2 separate regions of the Rattus norvegicus genome follow, and region 1 is linked to region 2. The links are chromatin contacts, called in public Hi-C maps. All regions are on one chromosome and are shown on one strand. Each heading gives the region's core, a stretch centred on a gene start, on an enhancer-like site or on the middle of the called end of the contact. The rest is flanking DNA. Distances are from core to core; before and after follow the strand shown.

Region 1 (6,587 bases), core at 3,465-5,964, 52 kb after region 2:
TGGAGCCTCTGATAGATGCCTTTGTGCCCCAGAGCACAGGCTGAGTTGGCCTAATCAGAACAGCATGCCCTTTGACCTCCTCAGAAAGCTTTTTCCTCTTCTGCAGGAGTGATTTGCATTTTTAAAGCCACAACTTATTGGAAAGAGCTTTGAACCATGAAATGTTTGGGTAGGGGAAAGGGGGGTGGGCGCAGGCAGTGGAGGGGTCAAGGCAAATTTCTAAGTACACAGCTTACAGAAGATTGTTACATTCAGAAGTAGCCACGTGTTTGTTTTTAAGACTAGCTACAATTTATCGGAGGACCTTCCCTGCAGTTTCTAATTCTCAAAGCCTTTGCTAATGGTTGGGAATCAAGCCATAAGACAGATATACCTATGGTCACATGCTCAGTGTGTTAACTCTCCATTTAAGCCAGCATCTCTTGGCTGGTGCTACTAGGTGCCATTAGGATTAGAGGCCAAGTCCCGTGGGTCTCACTTCTCCCCAGGGACTGGCACCTCCTTCCCGTACGATTTTTTTTTTAATGTGGTAATATAGGACAAAGGTTCTAATCTCATTGTTGAGAAAAGTGTGATGTAACACAGGCTGTTATTCTGGGTACTTGGGAGACTGGGACAGGAGGATCAAAAGACAAAGGCCAGTCTGAGCTGCAGAGTGAGTTCAAAGGTAGCCTGGGCTACAAAGTGAGTTCAAAGCCAGCCGGGGCGACCTAGCAAGATCTTGTCTCAATTTTTTTTTTAAAAAGGGGTGAGGTTGTTAATAGAACATTAATTAGCCTAGCATGTATAAGGTTTTGGGTTCAATCTTCAAGCCCCCTTCCCTTAAAGAATAAATAAACAAGTAGATAGTTGATAGACAAACAGATAGATAGACAGACAGATACATAGATGATTGATACATAGATGATTGATACATAGATGATAGATACACAGATAGATGATAGACAGACAGACAGACGAGTGGTAGCTAGACGATAGGAAGTCCCAGTTAACAAATGGAAATAAAAAGACAGAAATCCCCTTTGTTCAGGAGGTCAGTGCTCAGTGGTGGTATGCAGGAGGTTATCATCATCTAAACCTGGCCCTGTTGCCCTTAGTGGCCATGCCTTCTCTCTGGCTGTGCATTAGGGAACATCTTGTCCCCTCTCTGACTTTTCTGTCTTGCCAAGCTGTCCTGGGCAAGGAACTAAAGCCTCAAGAACCTTCTCTAAGCTGCTCTAAGCAGGACCAAGGTGACTAAATCCCAGCTTTTAATAATATTTTCTTTGACCACGTGTACCAACCCCAGCCCTGACCATATCCCATGATAGTTGCTCCCAGGGTCACAAAGAGGGGAAAGACATGTGAGAGGTGCTGAGAGACGCAGGAAAAGAAGTGGGATCACTTCACGCCGGACCCAGGTAAGTCCCCTGGGCTGAAGCCAGATGGTAAACAGACACATAGGCCTCAGTTTCCCCTTTGTGATTTCAGCATATCAAGGAGAAAATATACATGGATTCAATAAGTACAGAATGGTCTGGGGCTGCTTGGGGTGAGATGGCCTTTCTAAGGGATAGTACTGTGGACAGAAGGCAGGGAAGACCGCACGGACTGACGTCGGGTTATCCCAGCATCCATCTGTAATGTCTCTTCTTGTTGAGCCACAATGACACTATTGTTTGCCACCTGCACAGCTCAGCACCATATTTGGCTTCCTGTGGAAGATTGATAGATTATTCTTGTCACCGGCCTCTGGCTAGTGGCAACCCTCCAGGACTGTCCCATCCCCCCAGCCACCCTCTATCCCTCCACTGTCCACTAAACAGGGCCCTGAAGACCTTTCTCCATCGCTTCCCTAGTAGCTGCAGACTCATTTGAGGAAGCTGCCTCTACCTTCAGGAACAAGCAGCACCCCATGAATCATCCCCACCAGGGGAACCACTGGCAGTAGCTGAGAGCATTTCTAGCCAAGCCCCACCTCCCTCCCTGCTGGGCTCCTTAAGTCTTCAGAGAACAGAAGTGTTGGAACTCACAGGCTTGGGAAGAAAGAGTCTCAGATGTCAGGGCCAATTACACTGCCTTGTAGGGTAGAAATCCTACTTGGAATTGAAGAAGGGGCAATGCTTCGGAGAAAACTGACTTCCTAGTGTGTCCTGAACCAATCGGCTGGTGGCCCAAGCCTGTGATGGTTCAGTAGGGAATGCTGGATCTGGATCTGGGGACATGAATCAGCCAGTGCAGTGCTTGCCTTAAAAGTCCAAGTTCCATCAGTCCCTTATCACATTCACACAAAAACAGACACCCACAACATACACGCACACACCCCATACACATACACACCACACACACATGCACATACACATACACACACACACAAACACCCATCCACAACACATACGCACATATACACACACCACACACACACATATTCACATACATACATACACACCACATACACATACCACACACACACACACATACACACCACATCAGACACACATGCACACACATATACACACACCCAATATATCCACCATACCACACACAAATACACATACCACACACATAAACACACACACAAACACACACATATACACACACACACCAACCGTATACACTATACCACACACACACAAACACACACATACACACATCACACAAACACACACACACACTGGGACTTCAGTTGGGAGGAAGTCTGTTTCTCCTATCATAATAGTGTAAGCGTGTCCCTGCTTGCTGCCTAGTGCTTGCTGGAAGAGACAGGCATCTTGCTGGACTCCGTGCTCTGTAGTCTTGACCTTGGTGCACAGCCTGGGGCAAACTGACCACTGCTAGGTTGCTGCCCCACACTCTGTCCTGACATGAATGAAAACCAGTTCCATGAGCATGATGTTACCACTCAAAGAGAGAACAACAGGGTGACAACCAAGGAGCTGTTCCTCGGCCTTGTGACCTAGCTTGCAATCTGCTGGGGCTTCACCTTGGCGGAGGCAGCTTAGCTCCCCTCCTAGGCTGCCTCAGGGAACCGCATGCTTGAAAGCTCCCTTTAGGGTTCAGAGTAATAGATGACAGAGGTACACCACACACCACCAGCTGCTGGCCCCATTGAGAAAGTCCCAGCACCATTTAAATATGTATTTAAAACTTTTTTTTGTGAGGCAGTGTCTCACAGTTCCCAGGCTGGTCTTAAACTCTTGAGCCTTCTGTCTCCAGCTTCCTGAGTCTCTGGGGTCATAGATCTGTACTACCAGCCTCAGCTTGTAGTTAGCAGATGAATGAAAGGTAACAGATTATACTTTTAAAATCCTAAATTGAACTAAAGAATATATAAATGCATTGATAATTTTCTGATGATTACTACTAAGTTCCCTCTGTAGAGAGACTCCCTTGTACACTGTGTAAAAGCATTCACCACCTGTCACCATGGGGCTGGGGATTTAGCTCAGTGGTAGAGCGCTTACCTAGGAAGTGCAAGGCCCTGGGTTCGGTCCCCAGCTCCGAAAAAAAGAAAAAAAAAAAAAGCATTCACCACCTGTCAGTAAAAAAGCTCTTGGCCAATGAACTGTGATGAGAAATGGGAGGTGGGAGCTCCAGGAGAGAGGAGGGTAGAGAATTATGGGAAAGAGTCAGAGGTGAGAGATTTGTTCTCTTGGACAGAGAAGACAGTGAGCCTGCAGAGATGTAACTAGCCAGTAGAAGAAGAACTTACATAAACTGGATTATTGAGATGTGAGCTGGTCATGGAACAGAGCCAAGGCTATGGCTAAACATTTATTAATAAATAATTAGTCACAGGGTCGTTATTTCTGGGAACAAAGCAACCAGGAGGCAAAGCCCAGAGTAACAATGGCGCCCCACACTGGGTTGCCACATGTAACTCAGACCTTTTCCTCCCGACCACTTTATTCCCCATAAAAATGGCTCTGAGACTTCTTTTGTATGAATAAATTCCTAGGCCAATAACCCTGGCTCTGTTCCGTGTGTGTGTGTGTGTGTGTGTGTGTGTGTGTGTGTGTTCACACTTGTGTTGAAACCAGAGATTGATGTTGTGTATTTTCTTCAGCAGCCCTTCTTCTATCATCATCATCATCACCATCATCATCACCACCATCATCATGATCATTATATTTTTTGGAGACAGGGTATCTCACTGAATCTGGAGCTCACAATTCAGCTGAACAGGCTGGTCAGTTATCCCCAAAGACTCTCTTGTTTCCATCTTTCCAGAGCTGCGCTTACAGGATGTGCTGCCTCATGGGGTCCTAAAGATATCAACTCAGTCCTTATGCTAGCACTTTACCAATTTAGCCATCTTCCCAGCCCCTAAAAAGAGCTGTCTGCCTTGTCCCCCCAACTCCAGATCAGGAACGTAGGGCTCAAAATCCTGTCCCTGGGCCTTCACTGTCTCCATGACAACGGGTGGAGTGGGACCACCCAGCTGCTATGTGGTCAGAGTCTTAATGTGCAGCCGACTCTCAACAGCAGCAAGTTAAACTCCATGGGCACAAACGTTCCACTTTAACCACGTTGAGGCCCTGCCACAGCCTGATTCAAGGTCTAGTAGGTAAAAATAGACATGTAGTTCTTCCCTCTTTCCTTGAGGGCTGGGGTGAGGGAAGGGATGAGTCTGAGAAAGAATAAAACAGCTTCAAGCCTCTGAGGATTGTGCAAGGTGTAGGGGCGAGTGTGGCATGTTCCGGCTGGGCTGGCAGACCTCCCATTCTGACTCAGAAGCAGGGAATTCACTCTGGTTTCCTTCTCTGGCTGCCTCGTTGATCAGCCACGGGGCAGGATGCATGCTGAGGCAATGAAATTTGGGTGACATGTCACATTGGGGGAAAAGCAGCCACTCACAGGCTGAGTCATGGCTCTGGTGCAGGTACTGAATGACACATACTCCAAAAGAAATGTAGAGCTGTCTGCCAGACTGGGGCTGGAGCCACGGGAGAACTGTGTGTCCGGGTGACCTGACACTCCCTGGAGACTTGGAATTCCCTCCATGTGAGAAAGGAAAATGGAAGAGTCTTACAGAGACCTAACCCCAGACCTAACCATAACAAGAATCAATCTTGAGTTTATTGATTATACTTGTGACTCCAGCACTGGAAAAGTGGAGGCAGGAGGATCAGAAATTCAAGTTATTTCTCAGTGTGAGGCCAGCTTGAACTACATGAGATCTTGTCTCAGTGAAATAAAAGAGATAACAATAAATGTAAAAAATTTCATGGGGCTAGTGGGATGGCTCAGCTGGGAAAAGCCCTTGCTGTATAAACCGGAGTTCAGCCTCTGGAACCCACAGTTGAAAGAGAGAACCGACAACCAGAAGTTGTCCTCTGACCTTCGCATGCACACACTACAAACACATAGGCCAATAAATCGCTAAGCAAATAGGATAGCAAACCATAAAAACATCAGCAGAGATCTTGGCGGAACCCCCGGTCTATAGGCTTCTGATTTCTCCTTCAGCAGTTGTTCTTGAAAGTGTCTGTAAGTTATTCCTTGAAAAAGGATGAGCTGTCAATCACCAGGCTGGTGACCTACCCCCTGGGCACGTGAAATGTCAAGTGGAGACAACCAGGTCACTCTATCACCCTGCTTACTCTATTGACACATTGGCAAAGGCCTCTCAACACTGCCTTCCTCCCAGGCTAACTGGTCGACCTCAGTAGCAAGTATCAGCCTCTACAATTGGGTAAAATAGGACCAGTGGTCGGCACTTTTGTAATAACAGAACAGAGGGGCCCTTGATCAGCGACCATGTCATGACCAGTCACCAGCATCAGAGTTCTGCCTCACCTTTTACCTCCCCGTGCTTAGCTGCCTTAAGCTGTGTGGAGTTTGGAAGAATTTGGGGACAGGCAGTGAGTGTTATTGACCTGCTCAATGATCTATGCACCAATGGAAGCAACAGCAGGCACAGCAAGCTCCTGTCATTTTAGTGCTGTGTTTATCATTTTATCCCAAGACGGCCTTCACACTAACTTATTCACGTATGCTACAGGAGTCTTATAAGTGAGGGTTCTGGAAATTGTATAATCTGACCATGGTGGCACAACTCATAAGCACAAAGATGGAGCTCATGTGGGAAGATGGTTCCCAGAATCCACCAGGACTTTTCTTATTTACCAGTGCCTATCATGGACCTGTGGTGTGTGTGTGTGTGTGTGTGTGTGTGTGTGTGTGTGTGTGTGTGTATTCATGTGTGAGGGTGAAAGTGAATGCCTGTGAAAGAGCAGTACTGTTTACTACATTTTTTTTTGTTGTTGTTCTTTTGTTTTTGTGATTTTTTTCACATTGCATTCTGGTCTGGAACTCACTAGGTAGACCAGGCTTGTCATGAATTCACAGAGATCTGCTTTCCTCCGCTCCCCTAGCATTAGGATTAAAGGTGTGTGCCACCATACCGAGCTGCCATTGCCTTTTGAGACAGGGTCTTTCACTGGGACCTGGGTCTCTCTCAAAGTGACCAGGAACTCCCAGAGATCAGTCTGTCTCTGCTTTCCAGTGCTGGAATTGCAAGTGCACAAAACTTGCCACAACCAAGTTTTTCGCATGATTCTGAGAACTGAATCCGGGTTTTTAAGCTCAAGAGGCAAACGCTTTAC
Region 2 (6,133 bases), core at 1,759-4,258:
CAGGAAAATGGACATTGATACGTTAAAGGGTAGAATGACGATGGTTGCTAAGCATACAAAATGGACTTTAATCACTGATGAAAGAACAATGAGGTAGGGGCGTCCGTGTGGAACAGAAGTCAAGAGAGCTTCATCAGTGGGAAACATGGCTCCTTTCTTTCTTCCCCTTCCCCTCTCCCTCCCTCTGCATCTCCTTCCCTTCTTCCCTCTCCCATCCTCTTCCTTTCACCTCCCTTCACTGTAGCAGGAATAGCTGGGCCACCTCTATGTTATCACTGCTACAAATGCAGCCACAAAGGCATGTCCAGCAGGAGGACCTGATTGAGGACTGCCTGAAAGACCACTGGCACAGACACTGCTAGCCAATCAGGAGCTGCTATTTACAGGAGACGCTCCCTTGGGACCAATGGGATATGAGTGGAGGGTATATTAAAGGAGCTTGCAGCAGTATTCAGAAGAGCTTGCTGCAGTTTCTCACCTGCTCCCAGAGGAGTCATGTAGGGTCGGGCCTGCGAGTAGTCCCTGGGATGAAGCCCGGGACTATGTGTAACTGTGCTACCACTGAACTGTACCCCAGCCTCAGACAGGCTCCTGGTCAAAGGTTCCCGTGCAATGCTATCTATTGGCACAGAGCCAGCAAACTATGGAGCCCCTAGGGGATCAAAATTAACTGACCCGGAAGTGCGTGTTGTAGAGAAGGAGTCGACTGTTTGTCCAAAAACTAAGTAATACTTAAATACGCCAGGCTCTCCAAACCAGGTGACTATTGTTACTACAGCGTCCCAGCTGTGCCATTAAACATAAAAAGTCACCATAGACAACGTATGAAGGAATAGATGAGGACGTGTGCTGATAAAGTTTTATTTATAAACACAAGTGGTGGCAACCCTGCCCATTGGTTTGCACCTTCCTATGCTGTGTGTACTATTCCATCAAAGCATGAAATTTCACTGAGGGGTTAGAGATGGGGTCCGGTTGGTAGACTGATGGTTTAGCATGTGTGAAGCCAAAGGTTTAACCCCCAGAAGTATATAAACCAGACGTGGCACAGGCCTATAATCCTAGCGCTTGGGAGGTTAGAGGCAGGAGGGTCAGAACTCGAGGTCATCTGAGGTTGCATGGTGATGCAGGCTGCATCCTGGGTTGGCAGCCAGCCTGAGCCACTCGGGAAAAAAAAAAATAAAAACATTGCTGTGGTCCCCTAAAATCATATGACGCATTTTCAAACATATCTTAATTAACCTCTTGAGAATCCCATACATACTTACGATACATTTTGATTATATTCACCCCGTGGTTCTGCCCTCCCAGATCTACCCACATCCCCGCCCTCTCCCAACTTCATGCCCTTGATTTTATCTCCTTGCCTCTTTTTCTTTTTTAACAGACAAACTTGTGCTGCCCATTTACTCTCGAGTGTGGGGCTGGCCACTGGAGTATGATTAATCCACCAGGGGCTGTACACTTAATGAAAACAGATACAACTGTCAGTCGTTCTCCATTTCCTGTGGCCTACGTGTACGGTATCTTCAGCAATTGGATCCTACCATCAAGTCTACTGGGCAACCGGGAGCAGGGGCAACAAAATGCTCAAGTCTTACGCCCCAGAAGGGGAGCGTTTCCTCAGAAGGTGGATGCATTTGGGGACAAGGCCTTCAAAGAGGTGACTAAGGTAAAAAGAAGTCAGGAGGATCTGTCCTATTCCGACATGACTGATGTCCTTGTAAGAAGTAGAGTAGGGTACAGTCAGCCGCAGAGGAAAGACCATTGAGGACACAGGGAGATAACAGCTGTGTAGTGCCCTTGGGAGGCCTTAAGGACACCAACTCTAAGAAGACCTTGACCTCAGACTTCTAGCCCCAGAACTAAGAAAATATTAATTAAGCCAATCATGGTGTGGGACGTTACTGTCACAGCCAGAGCCGTCTTCCTGTTCTGAAAAGACAGCAACATGGTCACATGTTGGACGAGTCGGATAGACCGGTGTTCCCTAACATTTTATCAAGTGCAGTGTCTTTAATGTGGGGGTGGGGTGAGGGGTGGGAGTGGGGGGGGTTGGAGTGGGATGGTGGGGTTCAACGCTGTGATGGTCTGCATATGCTCAGCCCAGGGAGTGGCACTATTAGGAGGTGTGGCCTTGCTAGAGTGGGTGTGGCCTTGCTGGAGTGGGTGTGGCCTTGCTGGAGTGGGTGTGATCTTGTTGGAGTGGGTGTGGCCTTGTTGGAGTGGGTGTGTCACTGTGGGTGTGGGCTTTAAGACCCTCATCCTAGCTGCCTATAAGCCAGTATTCTGCTAGCAGCCTCCAGATGAAGATGTAGAACTCTCAGCTTCTCCTGCACCATGCCTGCCTGGATGCTGCCATGTTCCCACCTTGATGGTAATGGACTGAACCTCTGAACCTGTAAGCCGGCCCCAATTAAATGTTGTCCTTTATGAACTTACATTGATCATAGTGTCTGTTCACAGCAATAAGACCCTAACTAAGACAGACGTCAAACACACTTCAGTGCCTAGACACCCACAGCCCCTCAGGGTGTCAGAGGCTCTTGAGATGCCCTGTGATCTGGTCTATCAGCATGAACACCCGTGAGGCTGGTGTTCTGAGGGTGCAAACACGTCCACAGATGGAGCTTGGAAAGTGTGGGGTTCAGCAGACTGGAGAAGAACGTATTGTGTTTCAGGCAGGGGCGAGACAGGGACTCCTTTGCTTTGAGTACTTGAAGTCATTGAAGTCATTGTATGGTTCAAGGAGGATGGGAGACTGTGAGTATACAGAGGTAGAATGAAGAGTGGGAGTGGGCATATCTGGCCTCCTCATCTTCCAAAAGCCCAAAAGAGTCCCCTCTCAGTGCTCCATTATTAAGAAAAAGGCCCGGATGGTACCTGCAATGTTAACCTATGGCCACCAGATGGCACTCTGCCTCCGCTGTGCAGGCTCACAGCCCAGGGCCTCAGGAAATGTGTCACTGTGCCTCCCTTGCCCAATACTCCCCCTCCTCCCGCAGCAGTCCAGCGTCTACACCACAGGAAGCTCATCTTTAGAGAGATGTGTGAAACTCCACACCGTATGGCTTAGCTCTGTCCCCTTTTCCTCCTGGGGACACATCAGCAAGATCTCACCTACCCTGAAGAGGTCCTTAGCCAGAAGAATCCTCCACCCGCTCCCGTGCCTGCGTCCTGGCTGGACACTGAGCTTCCATTTTGAAACCTGCTGTCCTGGAGAAGCACAACCGATGGAAGAGAAGCATATTCCAGAACTATGTATTAATAGGTCTGCACCCGTGGTGCGAAGGCAGTCCTACAAATCCGGTTACCCTGGCATTTAGACCACTTACAGTGCGGGTGTAAGACTCTGACGTAATCCCCAACCTCGGGCCTGGAGAATTAATGAGGTGCTCGTGCCATTGAGCCGTGGAAGAAAGACTTGCACTGGGGTGGGTGGTTTCTGCTTGCCCAGAGTGGTGGAATGAGCCATGGGGCTGGAGGCCAAAGGACTCGGGCCACCCATGCAGGGAAATAACTCCCAGAGACCCATCGCAGGCATGGAATGGGCACGGAACGGTCGCTCCCTCTGAAGCTTGCCTCCCAGCCCTGCACATCTGAGACTTGGGGTCCATCCCATAGGAGCCAGGCCGTGACCAAAATCTGGCAGTTGGAAATCTACTCTTGTCAAGCTCTGGCTTTCAGGCAGAGAGCCCTGTCCTCGCTTACAGCTCCAAAAGCAATGAATAATTAATCATTGCATTCTTGAATGGAGAGGACATTTCAATGGATGAGTGACACTTTCAATAGGGTTCTCTGATGGTTGCTGTTGGTTCCTTCTGTCTGCAGCAGAACCCCAGGAGTGAAAGGCAGAGCAGACAGAGGCAACATTGTGTTTATTATGGGCTGTGCTTTTGACCCATCAGAAACTCGAGTGGATGGAGAGCAGCTGGATCGGATATTTACCTTGGCACCTGCCCGGCACCAGGCACTCTCTCCCATATGTTATATAAGTACTTTCTTACTCCATACTCGGGGCAACTGCTTGGCTTGTTGGCTTTGAGCTCCGTTGTGTGAGTGTACATGTGCATATGTACGTATGGGTGCATCTGTGTTTGCTTGAGTGTGTATACATATGTGTGAAAGGCCAGAAGACAATCTTAGGTGTTTGGTTTTTTTTTTTTTGGTTTTTTTTTTGTTTTTTTTTTTTGTTTTTGTTTTTGTTTTTGTTTTTTGAGCTGGGGACCGAACCCAGGGCCTTGCACTTGCTAGGCAAGCGCTCTATCACTGAGCCAAATCCCCAACCCCTAGGTGTCCTTTCTTAAATACTGTCTTTTTTTTTTTTTTTTTTTTGGAGAGACTCTGGTTTGAACTCACCAAGTAGACTAGACTGACTGGCCAGTGAGGCCCAGGGATCTATCTACCTGAGTCCCTTGTCTTAGTTAGGGTTTTACTGCTGTGAACAGACACCATGACCAAGGCAACTCTTATAAGGACAACATTTAATTGGGGCTGGTTTACAGGTTCAGAGGTTCAGTCCACTATCATCAAGGCAGGAAGCATGGCAGAGTCCAGGTAAGCACAGTGCAGAAGGAGCTGAGAGTTCTACATCTTCATCCAAAAGCGGACAGGAGAAGACTAGCTCTCAGGCAACTAGGTGGAGGGTCTCCAAGCCCACCCCTACGGTGACACGCTTCCTCCTACAAGGCCACACCCACTCCAACAAGGCCACACCTCCTGATAGTGCCACTCCCTGGGGCAAGAATATTGAAACCATTAAAGTTAAGGTCCCATATACTGGGATTACAAGTGTAAGTCAACATTTCTAGTTTTTTTTGCTTTGTGTGTGTGTGTGTGTGTGTGTGTGTGTGTACACACTCGCGCATGCCTGTGAGTCACTTTGCACACCTGTGCACATGCAAAGGTCAGAGGAGGATGGCAAGTGTCCTGCTCTCTCACTCTCTGCCTTGTCCCCCCACAGGATGGCCTCTCAGTGAACCTGGAGCTAGGTTGGCGAAAGGCAAGCCCAGGAGATCCTCCTGTCTCTGTCCCACACACCACTGGGGTTATAGGTGAATGTGATCACACCCAGCTTCTTACACAAGTGCTAGAGATTTGAACTCCAATCTTCGTGCTTGGTCATCAGATGTTCTTGCCTGCCTAGATTTTTCCCCTAAGCCCTCCGGGATTTCTTATATTGGAAGCTAAATAAATGTGGTCATATATGAAATCAAAGGCAGAAGCTGGAAGACTGATACCTCCGAATCCAGAGAGCCTGGGACCGGAGAAACAACACAGCAGTTACAAGCACTTGTTGCTCTTTCAGAGGACCCATGTGCAGTTCCCAGCATTCATATTGGGTGGCTCACAACTGCCTATAACTCCAGCTCCAGGGGATTTAATACCCTCTTCTGGGTACCCACGAGGGGTATATATAACTATAGACATCTATACGTAAACAAAAATAAAGCATTAAAAATAGTTGGGAGGGAGGCAACATAAATGTGGAAGATTGTCTATTTTCTTAAAAAGAAAGAAAGAAAGGAAGGAAGGAAGAAAGAAAGAAACAAAGAAACAAAGAAAAAGAATGGAGGCCCTGTGTCATGCCACAATTGCAAGAGGCAGGTAAGTCTACGCCTCTTCTTGTCCAGCTCAGCTTCACTGGGAACAGCTAAAGAACACAGAGCTAGAGAGTACACAGGCTTCTCCTGCCCCATTGTGCCCCCTCCCCCTACTACATCCCAAGAGATGAGTGTGGTGCAGTAGGGTCTCCACAGTGGGGAGAGGTGTGTCAGTGACAGCAGGGAGGGAGTCAAGGATCCGCTGTCACCTGCATCAGTCAGCCGCCGGAGTTTCCTCAACCTCTCAGAGGTCTTGACTCAAAGACACCGATCCTTGGCTTCAATGCAGAAAGACGTTCAGGACAAACCAGTAGGAAGCAGAGTTGGAGTTTATTAAAAATAGAAAGAAAGGTATTTAGGGGGATGGATAGGCAGCCTGAGAACACAGATGTGTTCTGGGAGAGTCATCCTTAAGAGTCTGTCTGTCCTAGAAGTCTGTCCTAGCAGTTGTCATATATACTGTTTTGATGACTTTCGAGTTATACTTCAAAGGGTTGACACAAAATATTTTCTCCCTTTTTTTCCCCGTA

What was found. Hi-C and Micro-C count contacts between places; a contact is called where the count stands out from the background.
Region 1: a Hi-C map of mammary epithelial cells shows a contact between it and region 2, with 2.9 times the contacts expected there. The contact joins two enhancer-like sites. A contact is called at or near these places in 3 of 12 Hi-C or Micro-C datasets (kidney, mammary epithelial cells and psoas muscle).

The regions. Positions count from the first base shown.
Region 1 is chr19:71,415,872-71,422,458 of GRCr8, forward strand. No RefSeq gene overlaps it. Among named protein-coding and RNA genes, the nearest start is that of Irf2bp2, 43 kb to the right of the region's middle. Within about 2 kb of position 4,715, at least 33 of the 93 cell types and tissues checked have an H3K27ac peak or open chromatin away from gene starts, as enhancers often do.
Region 2 is chr19:71,365,208-71,371,340 of GRCr8, forward strand. No RefSeq gene overlaps it. Among named protein-coding and RNA genes, the nearest start is that of Tarbp1, 22 kb to the left of the region's middle. Within about 2 kb of position 3,009, at least 79 of the 93 cell types and tissues checked have an H3K27ac peak or open chromatin away from gene starts, as enhancers often do.